Regions from separate parts of the Urocitellus parryii genome. Here region 1 is linked to region 2. Evidence: chromatin contacts called from public Hi-C data. All regions are on one chromosome and are shown on one strand. Each heading gives the region's core, a stretch centred on a gene start, on an enhancer-like site or on the middle of the called end of the contact. The rest is flanking DNA. Distances are from core to core; before and after follow the strand shown.

The links. A called contact is a pair of places that touch in the nucleus more often than the background predicts.
Region 1: a contact with region 2 is called in a Hi-C map of liver, with 6 times the contacts expected there. The contact joins the promoter of Trnau1ap here to the promoter of Dnajc8 in region 2. A contact is called at or near these places in 2 of 2 Hi-C or Micro-C datasets (liver and muscle).

Annotation. Positions count from the first base shown.
Region 1 is chr11:17,045,529-17,049,716 of mUroPar1.hap1, reverse strand. Trnau1ap (tRNA selenocysteine 1 associated protein 1) reads right to left here and starts at 1,840. Exons shown (of 8, transcript XM_026391712.2): 1 at 1,715-1,840; 2 at 1,147-1,244. The coding sequence starts at 1,741.
Region 2 is chr11:16,787,638-16,791,801 of mUroPar1.hap1, reverse strand. It overlaps Dnajc8 (DnaJ heat shock protein family (Hsp40) member C8), which reads left to right and starts at 2,656. Exons shown (of 9, transcript XM_077791246.1): 1 at 2,656-2,764. The coding sequence starts at 2,687.

The sequences.
Region 1 (4,188 bases), core at 591-3,090, 260 kb before region 2:
GTGCCTGGCTAAATGTATATTTTTAATGACTAGGATAAGAATTAAGAGACAACTGGTAAGGTGGCACATGCTTGTGATCCTAGGTATTCAGAATGCTGCAGCAGGAAGAATGCAAATTCAAGGCCAATCTCTTCAATTTAGCAAGATCCTCTATCAAAATATAATAAAAAAGAGCTGGGGATGTATCTCAGTGCTTGCCTAGCATGTATGAGACCCTGAGTTCAATTCTCAGTATAATAAAAACAACAAAAAGAGAGAGAGTAAAAGAAAAAAGGGGAAAAAAAGAGTTAAGGGACACTCAAGAGTTTTGAGGACAGACTTGTATTTGAGCCCTAGTCTGTCATTTAATAGCTGCATTAGGGACTCGGAGTGTAGCTCAGTGGTAGAGAGCTTGCCTAACATACCAGAGGCCCTGGGTTCCACTCCCAGTACTACCTGCACAAATAAAAAAAGCTATGTCACTTTAACACAATTATTGATCTTCTTTTATAAAAGTATTCAGCTCAGAGGTATTTGTGATTTTAAACAGATAATGAATGAAAATCTTTATTATGTAGCAAGTCATAATCCATCCATACTTACTGAGCTTATACCATAAGCCAGACATTGTTCTAAATGCGAAATATCAATTAACTAATTTAGTCCTCACCTATGAGGTAAATTCTAATATTACTCTCATATTTCACACTCAATTTCATTACCTTGTGAATGAGACAAGGTAAACAAATACTTATTCAAGGTCACATGGCAGAAATAGTTTTCAAACCCATTCTGGCTTCAGCATCCTGTTCTTAAACAATATGCTATACTTCCACTCAATATGCCCCCAAATGTTAGTTGTTTTTTTTTTTTTTTTTTTTTTTTTTTTTTTTTTTTTAAAGAGAGAGTGAGAGAGAGAATTTTCAATATCCACTTCCTAGTTCTCGGCGGACACAACATCCTTGCTGGCACGTGGCGCTGAGGATCGAACCCGGGCCGCACGCATGCCAGGCGAGCGCGCTACCGCCTGAGCCACATTCCCAGCCCCCAAATGTTAGTTTTTATAACATTGTAAACTACTATCAGAGGTGGTGATGAGCCCTTTCTGTGATGTCTACATTCCCCTGAATGACAGTTGCAGAACTAGGAAGATGAAGAGAGAAGTACCCAGTAAGGCGGTTTCGGATAATTTTGACGCTCATCACGGTCTCCCCCATGGTGGCAAAGGCTCTAGAAATGAAGTTCTCATCCATGTAGGGTTCCAGCTACATAAAAACAAGAGCGACGCTGCTCAGGCCCGCGTCCAGCTGCCCATCCCGGGGCACAGGGCCCCTACCTGCAAGCCGCAGACTGATGCAGGGCACGGGGCCCTCCTCTGCAGACGTAGGTCTCAACTCCTGACTCCTTCACTTCAAACCTGCCCGAGGAGTCAGGAGCCCCATCACTGCAGGCCTAGAACCAAGCTTCAACCCTTGGGTCCCGCCCCTTCTGTTCCCCCAAAGAACCTCCCTTTCCCTTCCAGGTACCCAGGAGGGGCCCCAGGACCACTCTCCCCCTCCCCCCGGACTTAGACGCTTCACTCTGACGCTGGGACCCGGTTCTGTGTCACCAAAGGGAACCCTCCTCGCGTTCACTTCCACCATGTCGGGATCCGAGGTCCCCTCCCCCTATATCCTCCTCCCTCGGGACACCGAGATTCCTCCTTCTCGGAGCCGGGGCGGCCGTCCTCACTCACGTCTCCCATCCACAGGCTGGCCGCCATCCCACACCCAGGCGGGCACCTCGCGGGCCTCCGGGGCGCGCGCGGGCGCCAATCCGCGCCTCGGGGACCGCCCAGGAGCTCGCGCCTGCTGCGCCTTTCGCGCACGCGCCACAGCTCCGGCTCGACTCGTTGTTCCGTTCCGGGTTTTCCTCGCGACCCCGGCGGAGGCCGAGCTTCCGGACCGCAGCGGGCGGAGCTCTGGCGAGACTGCTGAGGAGGCGGGTGGCCAACTGGCGGCGCCGCCAGCGAGCCGTGCGAGTTTGCTTTCGGTTTTGTGTAGTTAAAAAAACAAAAACAAACAAGACCACACACCTGTATAAGTGCATATATAATTTAAAAACTGACCTGTGCTTGTTGTAAAATATTGCAAATATAAGCGTTTGAAAGAGTGAAAGAACCCTCTATGGGAGCCAGGTTTCATTAAGTTTGGTTCCAAGAAGTGTGATCCTACACAGGCCGCTGCTGGGCTCCAGCTATATCCTCCCTCCAGGGTTCCTAGTCCTTGAAACGTGAGTTTCTGGTTGAAGCTCGACTAGGATTCTTCAGTCACACCCGAATTAGAGACTGATTGAATTGTCCTTTCAACAAGTCTCTAAGTCTTGTCCCTCTGCTTTCTTTCTTTTTTTTTTCCTAAGTTTTACTTTTTATTTTTTTTTTTTTAATATTTATTTTTTAGTTCTCGGAGGACACAACATCTTTGTTGGTATGTGGTGCTGAGGATCGAACCCGGGCCGCACGCATGCCAGGCGAGCGCGCTACCGCTTGAGCCACATCCCCCAGCCCCTAAATTTTACTTTTTAGTTTGGCTGGACGCAATACATTGATTTTATTATTTTTATGTGGTGCTGAGGATCGAACCCAGGGCCTTGCACGTTCTTGGAGAACGCTCTACTACTGAGACACAACCCCAGCTGTGTCCTGCTTTCTTGAAGCCCACCACCCTACTCTAAAACGCCAGCGACTAATTCCTCCCAGAACAGTGACCTGCTTGGAGAAAGCCCTCAGTAAACATGGTTTAGACGACCAGATAATCTTGATAGTTTGATTTTTAAATTTATTATTATTATTATTCTAGGGAATAATAATACATTATTATTATTAATATAATAATTAAGCACTTAAGCACTAAGCTATATCCTCAACCCTTTTTATTTTTTATTTTTTTTTTAAATATTTATTTATTTTTTAGTTCTCGGCGGACACAACATCTTTGTTGGTATGTGGTGCTGAGGATCGAACCCGGGTCGCACGCATGCCAGGCCAGCGCGCTACCGCTTGAGCCACATCCCCAGCCCCTCAACCCTTTTTAAAAAAATTTTTTTGAGTCTCACTAAATTGCTTAGGACCTCACTAAATTGCTAAGACTGGAATTATTTTTGTTTCACATACTTTTATTGGTGCATTATGGTTGTAAATAATGATGGGTTGCTGAGGCTGGCTTTGAATTTGAGATCCTCCAGCCTCAGCCTCTTGAGCCGCTGGGATTTCAGGCATTCCTCACTGTGCTCAGCTTGATGGTTTGATTTTCCAGAGCTCCTAGGCTGGAAGTATCCCAGGCCTCAATATTGAGAAAAGGAAGCTTCTAGGTGGAAATTGGCATCTCTCACAATGAAGCTCACCCCCTGTGCTTCAGGGACCTTTATTTATTTATTTATTTTATTTTTTTTAAACTTCTTTTTTTTAATTATTTTTATTTTTTTTATTATTAGTCGTTCAAAACATTACATAGTTCTTAATACATCATATTACACGGTTTGATTCAAGTGGGTTATGAACTCCCACTTTTACCCCGTATACAGATTGCTGAATCACATCAGTTACCCTTCCATTGATTGACATATTGCCTTTCTAGTGTCTGATGTATTCTGCTGTCTGTCCTATTCTCTACTATCCCCCCTCCCCTCCCCTCCCCTTTTCTCTCTCTACCCCTTCTACTGTAAATCATTTCTTCCATTTGTATTATCTTGTCTTACCCCTCCTTTCCTCTTATATGTCATTTTGTATAACCCTGAGGATCGCCTTCCATTTCCATGCGATTTACCAGTGTATACATCCCAAGCTTAGGATGTGCCCTCAAGCCAAGAACTCATCAATCTGATGACCTAAGGTCCAACTACTGAGTTTCCAAATATCCAGCCTTATTCTCCTGTGGCTGTAATACAGCGTAGTGCTTAGAATCTTTAGGTGCATAATTCCTGGCCCACATCTTGCTTACTTTTGGCAAGTCTCTGAGCCTTGTATGTTTAACAACAGTACTTGTCTCAATGTTGTGAGGAAAAAATGAGAATCTGTGAAAGCTATGGGTCCACTGTTTGGCATCCAGTAAATCTTTGAGAACAGCAGTTGAAGATCTTCAAATTATAACTGATATTTATTCTTTTGCACTATTTGCCAGTCACTATGATGTTCTCTTTGCTTACTATTTAAAATTTTTATTTTACACATAG
Region 2 (4,164 bases), core at 1,407-3,906:
ATGTTTATCTCGTAGGAGGTTTCAGTGTTCTCTTGTTGCATTGACATTTCAGTCACAAGTCCCAGCTTAAATTTCACCTTCTTGGAAATCTTTCCTGACCTCCTCAGTCATTCTATGACCAGCCATTCTATCACATCCTCCTATTTTGTGCTCTCTGTCTCTCTCTACTTCCACATTTAAACTTGTGAAGTCATCAGGGCCTTAAGTAGGTAGTGAATTGATATTTGTGAACTGTGTTAATATGCTGTTGAACAGGCTTGATAACTGAACTTTTTGGTAATGTGGTTGAAGAATAGAAAAGAACATTAATATGAGTCTAAAGAAGGCTTTGCCTTGACTTTCCTTCCAACAAGACAACAGGAGTCTTTATCTTCATGAAGTTCACAGCCTTTGCCTATGTCGTTTTCTATCTCTGGGCCCAGTTTCTTTTTCCTTTAGAAGAAGAGAAAAATGAAAGTGTCAGGTCAGATTATCTATCTTATTCATTATTGTGAAAAAACCTGTGTTCAGGGCTGGGGATGTGGCTCAAGCGGTAGCGCGCTCGCCTGGCATGCGTGCCGCCCGGGTTCTATCCTCAGCACCACATACAGACGAAAGATGTTGTGTCTGCCGAGAACTTAAAAAAAAAAAATTAAAAAAAAAACCTGTGTTCTATGAAATAGAAGTGGTTTTTATTGACCATCTTTTGGTTGGGTAAACGATAGCCCTGGTTTATATGCCTTCAATGGGAGGAAATAGCTGCTGGGCATATTTTCAAGTGTATATTACAGATAATTTAAGAAAACCTGCAGAGAAGGAAGGTTGGAAATAATAATGTGTGTGTGTGTGTGTGTGTGTGTGCGCGCGCCAGGGCCTCACACATGAAAGGCATTTACCCTGCCTCTGTGCTATATCCCCAGCCCTTTTTTTTATTATTAATTTTTTTTTTTTTTGAGACAGGGTCATTGCTCAAGTTGGCTAAATTGCCTAAGCTGGCCATGAACCTGGGAATCTTTCTGCCTCAGTCTCCTCAGAAACTTGGGATTACAGGTGTATACCACTGCTCCTGGTGGAAATAACATCTTATGAGACCACTATCTAGTTATAATAATAATTATGTGTGTTTCTAGATGAGGGTCGTGTGTCATTCCAGTTTAGAACTCTCTAGTTCTCAGATACTGCTTTTTTTTTTTTTTTTTTTTGGTACAGGGAATTAAACTCAGGAGCACTTGACCACTGAGACACATCCCCAGCCCTATTTTGTATTTTATTTAGAGACAGGGTCTCACTGAGTTGCCCATTGTTCGCTGTTGCTGAGGCTGGCTTTGAACTTATGATCCTCCTGCCTTAGCCTCCGGAGCTGCTGGGATTACAGGCATGTGCCACTGTGCCTGGTGATACTGCTCCTTTTTGATCATCTCCTAGGCTGAACGTCCAATGGAAGATCTTGCTGAGCTTGTGCAAGAGATCTATCTAGGCACTGGGATGCCATAATATAGAATAAATAAAGGAAAATAACAACTGTTGGTGAGAATGTGGAGAAATTGGAACTCTCATACATTGCTGGTGGGAATGTAAAATGGACCAGCTGCTGTGGAAAAACTCTTAGTGGTGGCTCAAAAAATTAAATACAAAATTATCAGGCTGCGATGTGACTCAGTGGTAGAGTGCTTGCCTAGCATACATGAAGCCATGGGTTAAATCCCTGGGATATAACTCAGTTGGTAGAGTGCTTGCCTCACGTATCAGGTCCTGGGTTCAATCCCCAGCATCACAAGAAATAAAAAAAAATCCCCAGCACTACAAAAATATAGAGTTATATAACTGAACAATTCCCCTTCTAGGTATATATCCACCCCCTAATTGAAAATAAGTACACAGCCTACTGTGGTGGTACATGTCTGTAATCTCAGGAAGCTGGAGCAGGAGGATCACAAATTAGAGGCCAGCCTGGTCAACTTAGTAAGACCCTGCCTCAAAATTTCTCAAAATTAGAAAGGGATGGCTGGGGGTGAAGCTCACCAGTAGAACACCCCTGGATTCAATCCCCCAACCTCCCCCCCCCCAAAAAAAAAAGACAGACAAGTGGTCAAATAGTGTACATGCCTGTTTAAAGCAGCAATATTTCACAGGAGTCAAAAGGTGGGAACATCCAAATGTCCGTGAACTGGTGAACAGATAAACAAACTGTGGTCTAAAAATGCTATAGTGGAATATGATGCAGCCATAAATGGAATTCTGATACATAACAGACTTTGAATAAACTTTGAAAATATTATGCTAAATGAAAGGAACATATACAGAGAAGTCTCATATTGTAGGATTCCCATCTATGTGAAATATCCAGAATAGGTAAATTCATGGAAACAGAACACATCAGTTGCAGTCAAGAACTGGGGAGGAGGGGAATGGAGAGTAACTGCTTAATGGATACCAAATCTCCTTTTGAGGTGATTATTTTGAAAGTAGATAAAGGTGGTGATTGCACAACACTGTCAATGTACTATCACCCACGGAAATGCTCACTTAAAAATAGCCAACTGAATGTTGTGTGTGTTTCACCGCAATTCAACAATGCGCACTTAAGGGCTGGAGCCCTTTAAGGATCGCGACTGGGTGGGGGAGGTGGGGCCAGAGAGGCGGGCTTGTGAGAATCACGTGAGGCAGCGCCTGCGCGGAAGGGTCACGTGGTGGCTGGGCCGGGGAAATGGCGGCTTCAGGAGAGAGCGGGGCTTCGGCCGGCGGAGGCAGCACAGAGGAAGCATTTATGACCTTTTACAGTGAGGTGAACACAGAATGAGGAATACTGGAGCCTGGAGATCCCACTCGGGCCTTTTTTCCCAGTGGACGGAGGCAGTGGATCTCCTGGCTTGGACCGTTGGCCGGCTCCTCCTGTCCGGCCTTTGGGGCAGCGGGGTCTGGGGGTGTGTGCGCGCCTCTGGCAGCTATAGCTGCTGGGGGAATCCCCTTGCATTGTATGAGTGATGGGTGCCCGACGTTTGGAGGGAAAATACAAGTGTGGCCAGCGAGGTGCCTGAGCGCGGGCACAGTGCCCTAAGACCTGGAGGCTTGGGCTGGCAGAGATTGGGCCCTTAGTGGGGGTGACTTAGCTGTCTTATTCTAAACAGAAGCCATGACTCCTCTGTAGTGAGTTGTATTAGTGATTATTTCTGTGGTTCACCAACACTAGGCACTGCATCATGACAGGTAGGCATTACATTCTCCCCCCCATTTTGCAGATAACAAACCTGAGGTGTAGGGAGGTGAAGTAATTTGTTCGGGATCTTAAAGCAGGTAACAACTTGGTGTCAGGACGGGAGCATGCTTGGTCCGAGCTTTATTTACTATTGCATCTCCAGCGCCTAGGGTACAGTAGATGCTTGCTAAGTATTTGTTGAGTAAATGAATGAATATATGAAAGAAAAGCATAGCGTTTGGACTCAAAGGCCCGCAGGTTGAAGTTTTGCAAGGCAACTTGATTTGGGTTGAATTCTTTCAGGGCCTTAATCTTGACAGTCATCAGTTTACATGACTATAAAACAAGGAAATTAATATTAAAGCAAGAATTTTCATTAGAATTAAGGGAGTTAACATATAAGAAAGAGTTTTACAAAATATAAAGTACAAGAATCTTTCCCAGAATTAAATTAAAGCTGAAGATGGGATCTCTGTAAGAGGGTATGGATATGAGGAAATAGTTGTGAGTTAGTTAAAATTGTGGACCATGCCTCATTTATCTTTTATATCTGGTATTTGTAAACGTTTTTTTTTTTTTTTTTCCTTGTGGTACTGGAAATCGAATCCAGGGCCTTGTGTGCTAGGCAAGAGCTCTACCACTGAGCTACATCCCAGCTAACTCTGGGATTTGTAACGGCACTTGTTACATAGTATCTTCTTCATAGTATTACATTTAAAACCATGAATTAGCACATCCTTTTTAATCTGTCCTTTTGAAATACTTCACTTGAGTGTAAATATATACAGGTCCATGCCCTGATACTAAAGTTTATTGACTTCTAATGACTCAGCAATTATATTGGGACTTGTTTTACTTACCATCTCTTAATTTAAAAAAGTAGCAACCTTTGTTTATTTGAATTGGATGGGAGAAAGTGCCTAAGGAAAGTCTTCAGTCATTAACCACTATATAATGAGCACTTGCCATGCACTACTGTTCTGTTTAGG